2 separate regions of the Sus scrofa genome follow, and region 2 is linked to region 1. The links are chromatin contacts, called in public HiChIP or PLAC-seq maps. All regions are on one chromosome and are shown on one strand. The core of a region is the stretch at or near the end of the contact, and the rest is flanking DNA. Distances in the headings are between cores, read along the strand shown.

Region 1 (6,084 bases), core at 2,201-4,700:
TTTTTTGGCCATGCCTGCATCGTGTGCAAGTTCCCAGGCCAGGGATCAAACCCGAGCCCCAGACGATGCCAGATCCTTAACCCAATGCTCCACAAGCTAACTCCCAGAACCACATCTTTTATGCTACCAGACCTAGCCTTGACTCATGTTGGCTTCTGGTGAATATTGGTCCCTCTTCCATTTCCATCAACACCTTTTTTTTTTTAAATGAAAATAGATGTCCATGACATTCATTTGAACCTCTACAATAAAGCGCACTAGAAACAGGGACAATCAAGAGAGTTTAATCATCAAGAGGGATCTCTAATTTGAGTTTTCTTTTTTGTTCTTTTTTGCTTTTTAGGGCCAAACCAGTGGCATATGGAAGTTTCCAGGCTAGGGGTAAAATCGGGGCTAGAGCTGCCGGCCTATGCCATAGCCATAGCAATGCAGGATCCAACCATGTGTGTGACCTACACCACGGCTCACAGCAACACTGGATCCCTGATCCATTGAGGGAGGCCAGGGATCAAACCTGCATCCTCATGGATCCTAGTCAGATTCATTTCCACTGCCCCACAATAGGAACTCCCTAATTTGAGTTTCAAGTACACAGGCAGGATTGCCTTATGGAAGCTATCCAACCCCTTTCCTGGCCTGAGAAATCTGGAGTTCCTAGGATTCTCCCTAAAATGGCCCCCTGGGTGCCACCAGATTAGCCTGGGCTCTGAGGCCACGCCCACTCCTCATTCCCCTCTGAGCCACACCCCACCCCACTCCCAGATCTGTCCAATGAGTCAGGACTCCAAGTTCATTATGGGGCAAGTCCCTTCTCTCAGGGACCCTGTTTTTTCGTATGTGAAGGGGGGCAAAATGGATGAGAGAAAAATGACAATAAAAGTAAATTCTGAGGAGTTCCTGCTGTGCCTTAGTGGGTTAAGAATCTGACTGCAGTGGGTTGGGTCACTGAGGAGATAAGGGTTCAATCCCAGCCAGGCACAGTGGGCTAAAGAATCCAGCATTGCTGTAGCTGCAGTGTAGGTCCCAGCTGTGGCTGGGATTTGATTCCTGGCCTGGAAATTTCCATATGCCACTAGTGCAGCCATTAAAAAAACAAAAACAAAAGACTTCCTAGTTGGAAAAAGTTTTCTCATGAAAGTTCTCCCCAGGTATATTCAAAGCCCCTTCTTGCTAGGACATTGCAAGTGTTATAATAAGTACACCTTGGCCATCCCCCAGGTTAGTGCTCAGACTTACCCCGTCACAACATCCTGCTGTGCAGAGGTCCCAGAAGGCTGTAAGCAGTCAGCTCCCAGTGAGAGAGGTGTGAGACATGTAGCTCTTTGAAATTTTCCATCAAAATAAATAGTGCTGCAAAGAACAATCTTGTATAAGCATTCATCTTTATTCTGCAATTATTGCTTGAGAGAGATTCCTAGAAGTAGACTTACTGGCTTAAAGGATGCACACATTTTAAATCCTGATACTTAACTAGTTGAGAAACTTTACATAGGAATTCTCAAACCTACTATTATGCTTCACCTGGGGAATCTGTTTACAATGCACAATCATGACACACCACCAGCCTCCCTCTAAACCCCAAATTGCCCCTTCCCCCTCCAGGAAGTCTGGGGAGGGGCTCCAGAAGCAACTTTGCTATTCAGCTCCCAGGTGGCACCACTGCAGGCTAAAAGGAGGAATGAGCTGCTCTCTTCCATTTGCCCCAGTGAACCTCGTCTAGCACAAGACTTAGGAAGCACTGGCCTAGGGGGCTTCTGCTGCCCCAATTTGCAGGGAGGTCTCTGGGCTCCAGCCCAGGGTCAGTGGCTTTCCCAAAATGGGCAGAGTCCGGCTCTCAGAGTGCAATGCCTGGCACCAAGTACCAGGGACAGTCACATCTCCTGGCTCATCTGGCTGCCCTTCAGGTCCCCCACTAAGTCCCCTATCCCACACATGCTCTGTGATTCTAGTGATCAGGGCCCTGAAGTTTTACCTTTCTTACCTGAGACTCCTCAAGCCTTCCTCTTTCTCTCAGAAGGCTATAGACAGAGCATCACTTTCCCAAGAAATTGTTTGGGGTCTCCACTCTGGGCCTCAGTTTCCCCATCTGTGAAATGGAGAGTGCAATGCAGCGGCACTGACCCTCTGGGATTGCTGTAAGGAGAGTAGTGTGGCCGACGAAGTTCTAAGCATTTGCAGATTGGTCTGCCCTCAATGGGGAGTCCAGGTGCACCTTAACAATCATCATCAGCATTCTGATTGGCTTAGGGCCTGGGGAGCCAACTAAATTTTTGTTTTCAGAGTTATCCATAGTTTAAGCACAGTTAAGACCAAAAGCCATTTATTGCAAAGCTGCTGATTTCCAAGCTCAACGGCCCTAAATATCTGGGGTTAGATGAGGAACCAGAGGCCCAGAAAAGGCCTTGCCGATTTTTAGGCTGATTCTGTGCTTCGCTCTGCAGGGCACAAAGTCTTCTAGGAAGGCCAATAGGTTGGTCAACAGGTATTTCACAGTATGCGGAACAGAGAGCAAAGAGCAGGGAAGAGAGTGCTAGCAGGGCTGGAGAAGACCAAGAGAACTGTCCTGGAGTTAGGTGTTGTGGGCAAAGAAGAAAGACACCATCTAAAAAGCAAAAAAAAAAAAGAAAGAAAGAAAGAAAGAAAGAAAAGAAAGCAGCCAGGAGCCCCGAGGGCTCCTTGACAGGTGGTCTGCCTCCTTCAAGGGCCGGCTCAATCAGATAAGGACTTGGCCTCCACTGTGGTACCCACCTGGGCTGAATAACTCTGGTTGACTGTGAGACAAGGAGCAAAGTCAAGAGCAGCTTATGAGCAAACCGAGGACTTACAGGACATGTAACAGCACCTACCCCATCATCTGAGGGTGATACACACGCAGTGCCTCGCTTAATGGTCACTGCGTATTAACACTCCTTAAACATTGGCTGTTTTCAGCTCTGGCTGCCTTGCGTGATAGACCCTGGGGCTACATGCTTTGGGGTAATGCTCAAGAAACCTTTCTACCCGACTCTATGAGCCCCTAGGGGCAGAACAGGCGTCGCATTCAAACCCCGTTTCTTACCAGCTGGGATTAAATCCCTGGACTAACGGGGCCTCAGTTTCCTTTCCGTGCAATGGGAAAAATCAAACCGCCGGCGGGAGGTCCTGATGAAGGGAGCGGACTAACAAACATCAAGATTTGCATTAATTCTCCTCTCCGTAACGGCCCTCACCCCCAGAATGGAGCACACAGTAGGCGCTCCGGAAATGCTCTCCGAAAGGAGGAACGGGCCACTTCCTGCCCCCAAGCGGACTATCCCGATCTACGTTCCCACCACTCCTCTACGAAGGCCATGTGGCATTCCTGAGGGTGGGGGTGGGCGCAGGAAGAAGGTGCCCTCCCGGCCCCGCCCCCTCCGGGTGCGGTGGGCGGGGCAAAGCCCCTCGCTGCCGCTGGCCCGCCCCTCGGGGGGTGGGCGTAGCTCACCGCGCTCCGCACAAAGTTTGTTTTCTCGCTCCCGGCGGGTGGGGGAGGGCGAGGAGAGCGCGGAGGGGAGGAGAGGGGATCTGACGTCAGGGCGCGAGGTGCTTTCCAGCCGCGAGCTGTCAGGCCGAGTGTCAGGCCCGGCAGGTACGCGGCGCGCTCCCCCGGCGCCCCCCGCCCTCTGCCGGGACGCCCGGGACCCAGCCCCAGGCCGCGTGGACGGAAAAGCCGCTGGGAAAAGTCAGTGCGGGGCGCAGGAGCGGGGGCAGATGGGGGCGGGGGGCGCGCGGTCAACTTGGAAAGTTTTTTTTCTCGGCCGAGCGGGGGAGGGGGCGTCGTCCTAGCGCGTGCGGTTGTGGGTGTGTGAGCTCTGGTGTGTTTGTGAGTCCCGACTGCGGTGTGTTGGCGGGGCCCGTTGAGGGGTTGTCCCACCCCCCTGGAGGAAGTTGGCTCGGGGCCCTTTTGGGGGACCCAGCTCCCTAGGATCCTACCCGGGGAGAGGGCCGCCCCGGCCCCGGGCCGGGGTGAACGCACGGGGGGGGCGGGTTTGTTTGGTTTCAAAAGTGCACGTTGCTAACCGCCGGCAGTCCCCCCCAACCCCCCGCCGCGGCTGAGCCGGGGAGGGGCCCCCGAGAGTGACAGCTGCGGGTGGGGGCAGCGGGAAGGTCCCGGAGCTGGTGGGGGGGGCGGGAGCCCGCTCGAGTTCCCCTTTCCTTTGGAACAAAGGAAAGTCTGTTTCTGAGGCATCTGTCACTCCCAGGCGGGCCAAGGAAACGGGGCGCGTGGGGCCGGCTACCCGAAGAAAGTTTATGCGTGCCGGGACCCTCGGACAGGCGAAGCGTGTGCCGAGCCTCCCGCGGGGGAAACGCGCAGTCTCCGGGGCAGGGGGCGGCCAACATGGAGTCTGGGCGCAGGGTTGGGGGGGGCGGTGCGGAGGTGGGAGCCCAGCCCCCTCCCCTCCCCCTCCGGGCCGAGTTCGGAGCACAAAGCCGAGCGCGCAGGCTCGGCCGGCCCCGCGCCCCGAAGAGTCAGCCAGCGCCGTGTGGCGGGGGAAGGGGGTGGGAACCAAACTTTTTCCTGCCCCGGGACAGACACGTGAGTTTTCTTTCTTCCAGAGCCCCCGCCCCAGAGGGATTTCTGGCCCGCGGGGCAACTGAAGCTCCGAGACGGATGCGGGGTGGGGGACTGAGGTGTGCTGGCGCCCCGAGCGCAGGCCGATTCTCGGCCGCCCAGGGAGCCATGTGCTCCAGGTCGGGTCTGGGCCGCGGGGGAGGCTGCGCGCTTTGTGTGAACTGCTGGGAATGCAGCGTGAGTGCTTGGCCCGGGGGAGTGTCGACGGAGCTGGGGGAGTTGTCAGAAAGTTCGTGCCGGAGTGGCTGCAGGTCGGTGCTGTGGCTGGCCAGTTAGGGTTAAAAACTGATCACTGGTGTGATGTCGTCTGGAGTTTTGTCAGTCTGAGAGATTGTGGGTGGGTTGGAGTTATTGGGTGGACGGATATCCAGGAATTGGTTGTATGGTACCAATTCCACAAAGGAAAAGTTGTTCCTTTTAGATGTGGGACTTGTAAACTGTATCTGGTGCATCTATTGGTGAAAGTCCTGGGGGTTCCAGAGGCCAAGCGAGGGGTTGGTACCAGTTATCTGAGTGCTGTTAGAGAGTTGTCTGCTTTAAGTGTGAGGCTGGATGTGAGTGTGGGGTGTGTATGTGGGGAGCCTCCTGAATTGGGATTTGTAAACTTTCGGCTGTATTTGTCGGTGAATATCATGGCTGGGGTGCAGGACACTGGTGGAGAGGTCTGTGTAGACTGAGGGGTCATCTCCAGGGGCCATCCACTGGAACCCTGCAGACTGGGACTTGACTGGCAGCCAGGGTGGAATTTGCACAGATAACCTTGAGTAAACTTCTCACAGCCTGCCAGGGCTGCATCCTGCCTGAGCCCAGATCCCAACTACCCTGGACAGCTAAACCTCGGAAACCTAATCTCAGAAAGCAGCCAGCTGTTGGTGCACTCTGAGGAGTGGCACCTCTAACCAATGCCTGTCTCACCTCTAGGTGGCCTGGCTGGGAGGGTAGACCCTTCCCTAGAAAGCCTGGCCAGGCCAGCCCAGATATCTGGGCTCAGGCCCAAGTGGAGGAAACAAAACCTGGGAGATGCCAGAGTCTGTTGGCCCAGCCTGCTAGGGTGCTGTTAAAAGGCCAAGGAGGGAGGAGCCTTGAGATTCTGGCATCAGCTTATCCTGGAACTTTTGGTTTTAAAATGTAAATCTCTTTGGCGTGTGTGAACAAGAAGTTTGTAGGGGGGATGAGTTGTGTCTAGGGAAACACCTTTCCTTCAGTTGACAGATGAAGAAGAGGCTCAAACCCAGAAAGGGAAGGATGCTTGCCCAAGGTCACACAGCCAAGTTGGCGGAACCAGAGCCCAGCCTGACTCCTTTATCTGGATTTTTCTCTTTTTTTTTTTGGTCTTTTTAGGGCTGCACCTGAGGCATATGGAGGTTCCCAGGCTAGGGGTCCAATCGGAACTGCAGCCACTGGCCTACACCACAGCCACAGCAACTTGGGACCTGAGCTGTGTCTTCAACCTACACCACAGCTCACGGCAATACTGGATCCTTAACCCACTG
Region 2 (6,084 bases), core at 2,427-4,926, 260 kb after region 1:
CCATCTGCAGAATGAACACACCACCACCTCTGGTCACAGCCTCTACATTATGGCCCATGCCCACAGTCTCTAGATCTTCCACCTTGCCCATAAAGGTTGGCAGCTGGCTTAAACAAAGCTCTAGAGAAGTTCAGGGACTGACCCACGTGTACCCAGTGGTAACTACACAATCTCTCCCAGCCAACCTCCTTACTCTCTCTGGCGTTGAAATCTACAAGTTCGTTCGTTCGTTCTTCCTTCCTTCCTTCCTTTCTCTCTACCCGCAGTATATGGAGGTTCCCAGGCTAGGGGTTGAATCAGAGCTGTAGCCACTGGCCTACGCCACAGCCACAGTCACAAAAGATCCAAGGCACATCTGCAACCTACACCACAGCTCACCACAACACTGGATTCTTAACCTACTGAGCAAGGTCAGGGATCGAACCCACGTCCCCATGGATGCTAGTCAGATTTGTTAACCACTGAGGCACGACAGGAGTTCCGAAATCCACAAGCTTTTTCCTACTTTCCTCAGCCTGGAATGGTCTTACTCCAGCTCCTTATTCAGCTGGCTCCATCTCACCCTTCAGCCCCCAGCCTCCCTTGGCACCCCCTGCCCCACTTTCATGTGCTCTGGGCACACTGTGTGCCTCCCCACCTTTATCGTGATCCATACTGTGATGCACTGTATGACTATGGTTTAATCCTGGTCTAGACCACTAGACTGATAGCCCCATGAAAACAGACACTTCATCCTCGTCCATGGCTGTATCCTCTGCGCTAGTGCCTGGTACACAGTAGGCATTAAATCAATAGTTGGTAAATGAATGAGGGGCCAGCACTGCTTCGGGTGGAGAGAAGGATCTATTCTGCCCCCACAGAGTCCACAAGAGAACATGATAAGCGCCCACAGAAATATGTCACACTCCTTGAGAATAGCAATGATCACAACTACCCTCATCTGAGGCTCACAACATGCCCGGTGCTCTAGTGGCGTTTGCACACATGATCTCATTTAACCCTTAAGGCTGGAAGATGGGTGATATCCCTTTCTACAACAAGGAAACTGAAGTCCAGAGACATTAAGTAACTTCTCCTAGATCACACAGCCAGGGAGGCACAGACCCCAGATCTAATAGGGACCTGAAGCCTGCACAGGAAACCAGAAACACTGAATGAATGGGGGAAACTGAGGCTGAGCCCTGGATCAGGCAGTGGGAGGTCCCCAGCCAGGTCTCGGCCTGTGTGAGACCTTAGACTCAATCCCTAGCCTTCTGGAACTGTTTTCCATCTTAACAGTCATGGGTGGCTCAGACAGACTCCAGAGCTCTGCCCAATGAACAGGAGCCCACAGGGTGGGTGTATGAGACCCTGAAGCAAAGCTCAATGGCCCTTCTTCCTTTGCTGGGGTGAGGAGTGTGGGCCAGGAGGCAGGAGTGAGGAGCTTGGGGATCTGGGTACAGAGCAGCTCAGCAGGGAGCACCGAAGGAGCTCAGAGCACCAAGAGGGCAGGGCTGGACCTCCTGGCTTGTCTCCCTCCTCCAAACCCATCCTTCACACGTCTTCTCCTCATCACTGGCTTTTAAAGCCCACTGGAGCCGACCGAACCTTCCACTGTCAACACTGAATGGGGTCTTTAGGAAGACTTCCCCTCCCATTTAACAGATGAGGAAACTGAGGCCTGCCCTGAGGAAAGGTTAGAGGCTGAAAGGGTTGATTATCCATTTTCAGACAGACCCTGTCCCTCTAATCAACAAGCAGTTACTAAACCCACATTGGATAATAGATCTTGGGGGAAGAGGGGAGGGAAAGGCACAGTTAAGCAATATCCCAAAAACTCTTAACGAGAGAGAAACCCTCTGGCCAGAGGCCAATGCAAAGCTAAGTGTTGCTGGGCAGACATAAATCAGCAGAGTGCCATTAACTCGGCGGCTCTTAGCCAGGGATGCCCTGGGTGCTGTGCCAGGACATCAACTGATAAGAGTAGGTAACATTTCAGCCTCTTCCAAAACCATGCCCAGCTCGTGGCACTAGAACCCACGAAGCTTCCAGTCTCCCAGGCCAACATCAACACATAAGGGCTGGGCTGTCCCTGAGGCTGCCTCGGTGCCAGGCAGTGAACAGACAGAGCCTGGCCTGCACCCAGTAGGTGTTCATGTCCCCTGCAGGGGTGAAGGCAAAGTCTGTTCTCCCATGGAAGCTCTCAGGCCCCCACACACCCAGAGGGATGCTCTTTTGGGATGTCAGAGCCCCTCCTCGCACTGGTAACATGGGAAGAAGATGGGCACTGGCAGTGAAGCACCAACGCATTCACTGTGTGTACAGGGCCTGTCCCAAACTAAGCAGAAGACAATATCCTGGGATTTAGGAAGCTGCCTCTGAACCGGTTCTCCCACAACATCATCCTCCCGGGCTGTGGGACCGTTAGACTGGGCGGAAGTCGGACTCCAGCCAAGGGGATGTTCCCAGATGTCATGCTTTCAAACGGGACCCGCCCTGAAAAGCAGGCAGGGACAGGCCTGGGCCAGGAAAGCCCTGGGTTAAGATTCAGGATGGTGTTCTGGCCTCTCCTTGGCAGGGGATGGCATGGGTCTTCCTGGCAGCAGTGCAGACCAGCGCCTCTTCCGGAAAGGAGAGCCCCCAAAGGTCTGGCCTCTGGCCTGGGGTGGGGGTGGGGGTTCTGAGCAGCTGAATCAGAGGCCCAGCCCCTCACTGATTGATTACCCACCTCCATCCCAAGTACCGCACCTAGGCATCCTCCAAAGCACTTCTTCCAAGGCCCCCTTCCCCAACCAGGCGCCTTTGGGCAGTCTCCGCTTCCAGGTTCCTCCCTCAGGAGAAGGTTTCCCAGACACAGTAAGGAGCGGAATGCGGGGGAGCCCCAGGCAGACCTCAGGGTGCCCCTGAGGGTTTAGGCCCCTTTCCAGCTCAGGCGTTGGGGCAGCGGCCAGCTGGTGCCTCTGGCCAGAGGGGCTGCCACCCACGCCTCCCGCGGCCTCCCATTCCCCCACCAGCGCCCCCACCTTGAGATAGTCGTTCTCCGAGCGCAGCTCCTCCAGCTCTCTCATGAAGCCGCCGGGCCCGCAGTCCAGCATCTCCTCCGTGAGGTCGGAGAAGGCGAGCGAGGCGCTGAGTGGCAGGCGGCTGCTGCCCACCGACGACGCGGCCACCGACGGCTCCTCCGGGGAGGCGGGAGGCCGCGGAGGCTGCTGAGCGGGCGGCGCGGGCTGCGGCGGCTGCCCAGTGCGGGCCCCCGCCGGGCCCCCGGCCGCTGACTCGGCGTCGCTGCTCAGCGCCAGCTCCAGGCCCAGCAGACGCGCCTCCTCCGACGCGCAGTCCGACACCTCTGAGCTGCTGTCGGTGAGGCTGGGCGGCGGTGGCGGCGGTCGCGGCCCGGTGCCTGGGCGCGGACGGCCCTTGGCGCGGACCCCGGTGCGGACCCCGGCCACCCGCGTCCCTGCTCCCCGCGCCCCGGGCGCCACCGCACGCCCCTTCTTGTCCGGCCGCGCCGAGGACGCGGAGCTGCAGGCGGCTGCGGCGCCCGGGCCTGGGCCGCGGCGGCCCTTGGCCAGCGACCAGCCGGCCACGTCCTTGGGTCGGGCCGGCGACGGCGCTCGGTGGCTCTTCTTCCTCTCAGGGGCTGGCGCGGGCGGGGGGCCGCAGCCCCGAGCAGGGGGCTCCCCCGCCGGCACCTCCATCGCGGCCTCCCTTGGCCTCAGTGAGCTGCAGGCATGGCCCGGGCCCGCCCGGCCTCCGCGCCCGGGGGGAGGTCCCCGGCGCCTCTCCTGCCGCTCGGGCCGCGTCTGCTCTCGGCCCACCTCAGCTCCCGGGCTGCGCTCTGGCCCCGACTCCCGCCGCACGGTCTCTCCGCTACTCTGAGCTCGGAGAGAGCGGCCCGATCGCCTCCAGGCGCCCCGGCTCCGGCTCCGGCTCCGCCCGGCGCCCGCCCCCTCGGCCTCGCCGCGCCCCCGGAGCGCGCCCGGGCCCCGGCTGCCAGCGCGCCTATCGCTCCCTCGGGCTCCGAGTCCGGCTGCGGCCCGGGCCCCGGCTCCGCCCGGCGCGGCCCGCCCCCGCGCAGCCCCGCCAGCTCCCCGCCCCGCCGCCTGGGCTCGGGGGCGCGCGGCTCCGCGAACAAAAGGCGGACGCGGCGGGAGCGGCAGGGAGGGACGCAGGCAGCGAGCGAGGGAGGGATCTGCGAGGCAACAGCGACCCCCTCGAGGGTCAGGCGGGCCGGGTCCGCCGCGGCCCGGGCTCCTTTCTCCTCCGCTCCGCCGCCGCCCCCTCCCCTGCCGGCCCGGAGAGCGCACCCGGCGGAGGCCCCCCTGCTCCCCGCGTCCGAGCAGGGGTCGCGCGAGCGGCGAGAGGGAGGACTGCCAGGCAGAGGCCGGGCAGACCTCAGATCGCTGGAGCCAGCATCCATATACACGCCGAGTCCCTCGCCCCTCGCGGCTGTGCGGAGCGTGCGCGAACTCCGCCCCCCGAACCTCGCAGAGCGAGACGGATTATCCCATTGTACAGATGCGTAAAGTGATGCCTAGGGCGGGCACACGATTAACCCAAGGTCAGTCAGTGGCAGAGCGGGGATGGAATCCCAACCTCGCAGATCCACACCTTCTGCTTCGGCTTCCCTCTCACAACTGTTGGGAGCGTGGAGCCCTGGATGAATGCCCGGCTCTGCACGTCTTGACCCGGGCGTACTACCGCTTCCCCCTACCCTGATAGGGGATCAGAGACTGCTCTCAGGCTCTGCTTGGCTAAAATGGAGGCGACCCGTTCTGAGAAGTCAGACCAGCGGGTGCTCTAGGAATAGGTTTTGGCTACTGTGGGGCTGATCCAGGCCGGACACGGTGGCTCTGATCCCCTACGCGTTCTCCCAAGAGTAACTCCGGACGACCCCGGAGCCCCAGCTCTGATGGGTGTCGTTTCTTTCCTTCCAGGCTGTGCTCCTGTGTTGTTGATTTTTCCGTGTGTCTGTCACACCTTCCCCGCACCACCCCCCTCCCCATACCACCGAGCCACCGCTGGACAGAGCCACGTGGTGAAGTCCTTTGGCTGTCCTGTGGGCTGGCGCTCAACCTCAGGGTGGCACCCCTTGCGGGGCGGGGGGCGGGGAGGAAGGGGGGTCAGGGCGGTGTTTACCCCTCTGCAGCTTCTTCCTCCCTCTCCTCATTTCCTTTCCCTCCCCCTTCTCCCCCTCTCCCTTTTCCCTTTCTCCTCTTCCCTCCTCCTGCCCATTTTCTCCTTCTTCCTCTACTCCCCCAGTCCTGTTAGCTCACCTCCTTCTGCCCTTGACACACCACTGGCCCTAGGTCCGCTTCTGTGTTTCTGTCCCACCTCCCCAACAGCAGTGAATACACTCCTCCTGCGGGTCGCCCTCTTGGAGGAGGCACAGCTTCTCATCCCCATCTAGGTGCGTCTAGGTGTGTGGGTGCCTCCTCCATCCTCAGATCTGTCCTCCAGGTGCTCCCCACAGAGCCAGGTGAGAAGCAGTACCACTCAGCAGGTTCTCTGCAAACACTTCTTCAGGGGCATTCTCACGCCCTCCTGGCAAGGCATCAGTTGTCCTGTCCCCAGTGACTCTCCACCCACCCAGCCCACAGGCACCAGACGGGACCCTGAGGGACACAGTAGTGAGCTTGTCAGTGGTGAGTACCTGACCTCATGGAGCACACAATATAGGGGGGAGATGGGCCACAAAAGACACATCAAAAACAGGGTGGCACGGCATAGCACAGGGGCAAAGCCCAGGACAAGCCTTCCTACTTCCCCAGCCACAGAAGATCCCACTTGGTCTAGTTTGATGTAACAGACAACCTTCTAGTTCTGATGCCTCCATTTTTGTAGGCTTGTTCTGGTCTGGCACAGAGAGATGCTATGTGGCTCCTGGAAATTGTTTCCCTCTCCGAGCTCCAGTTTCTCCCTCCATGCAGAATGTGGGCTTGGAGATGTTGGGTAGTGTGACTCTGGGCAGGGGACATGCTAGGGCAGGCTGCTCAGCCACTCCTGACAAACCCATGGCTGAGCAGGGGGCTGAGCTCTGAATGTCTTTGAACTTGGGGAGTCATGAATTCATACTGCAGCCCCAGGAGAGCCTGGGGAGCATCC

Evidence for each region. HiChIP or PLAC-seq counts read pairs in DNA pulled down with a chosen protein or histone mark.
Region 2: an H3K27ac HiChIP or PLAC-seq map of alveolar macrophages shows a contact between it and region 1. The contact joins the promoter of SOGA1 here to the promoter of TGIF2 in region 1. A contact is called at or near these places in 2 of 47 Hi-C or Micro-C datasets (heart right ventricle and skeletal muscle) and 1 of 2 datasets of contacts at active chromatin or transcription factors (alveolar macrophages).

Annotation. Positions count from the first base shown.
Region 1 is chr17:39,837,199-39,843,282 of Sscrofa11.1, forward strand. It overlaps TGIF2 (homeobox protein TGIF2), which reads left to right and starts at 3,451. Exons shown (of 3, transcript XM_021077897.1): 1 at 3,451-3,700. It overlaps LOC110257438 (a long non-coding RNA gene), which reads right to left and starts at 3,360. Exons shown (of 4, transcript XR_002340023.1): 1 at 3,059-3,360; 2 at 1,237-1,350.
Region 2 is chr17:40,095,126-40,101,209 of Sscrofa11.1, forward strand. It overlaps SOGA1 (protein SOGA1), which reads right to left and starts at 3,677. Exons shown (of 15, transcript XM_005672920.3): 1 at 3,003-3,677. The coding sequence starts at 3,677. LOC102165279 (transcription initiation factor TFIID subunit 4-like) reads left to right here and starts at 3,274. Exons shown (of 3, transcript XR_002340154.1): 1 at 3,274-3,339; 2 at 4,917-5,624.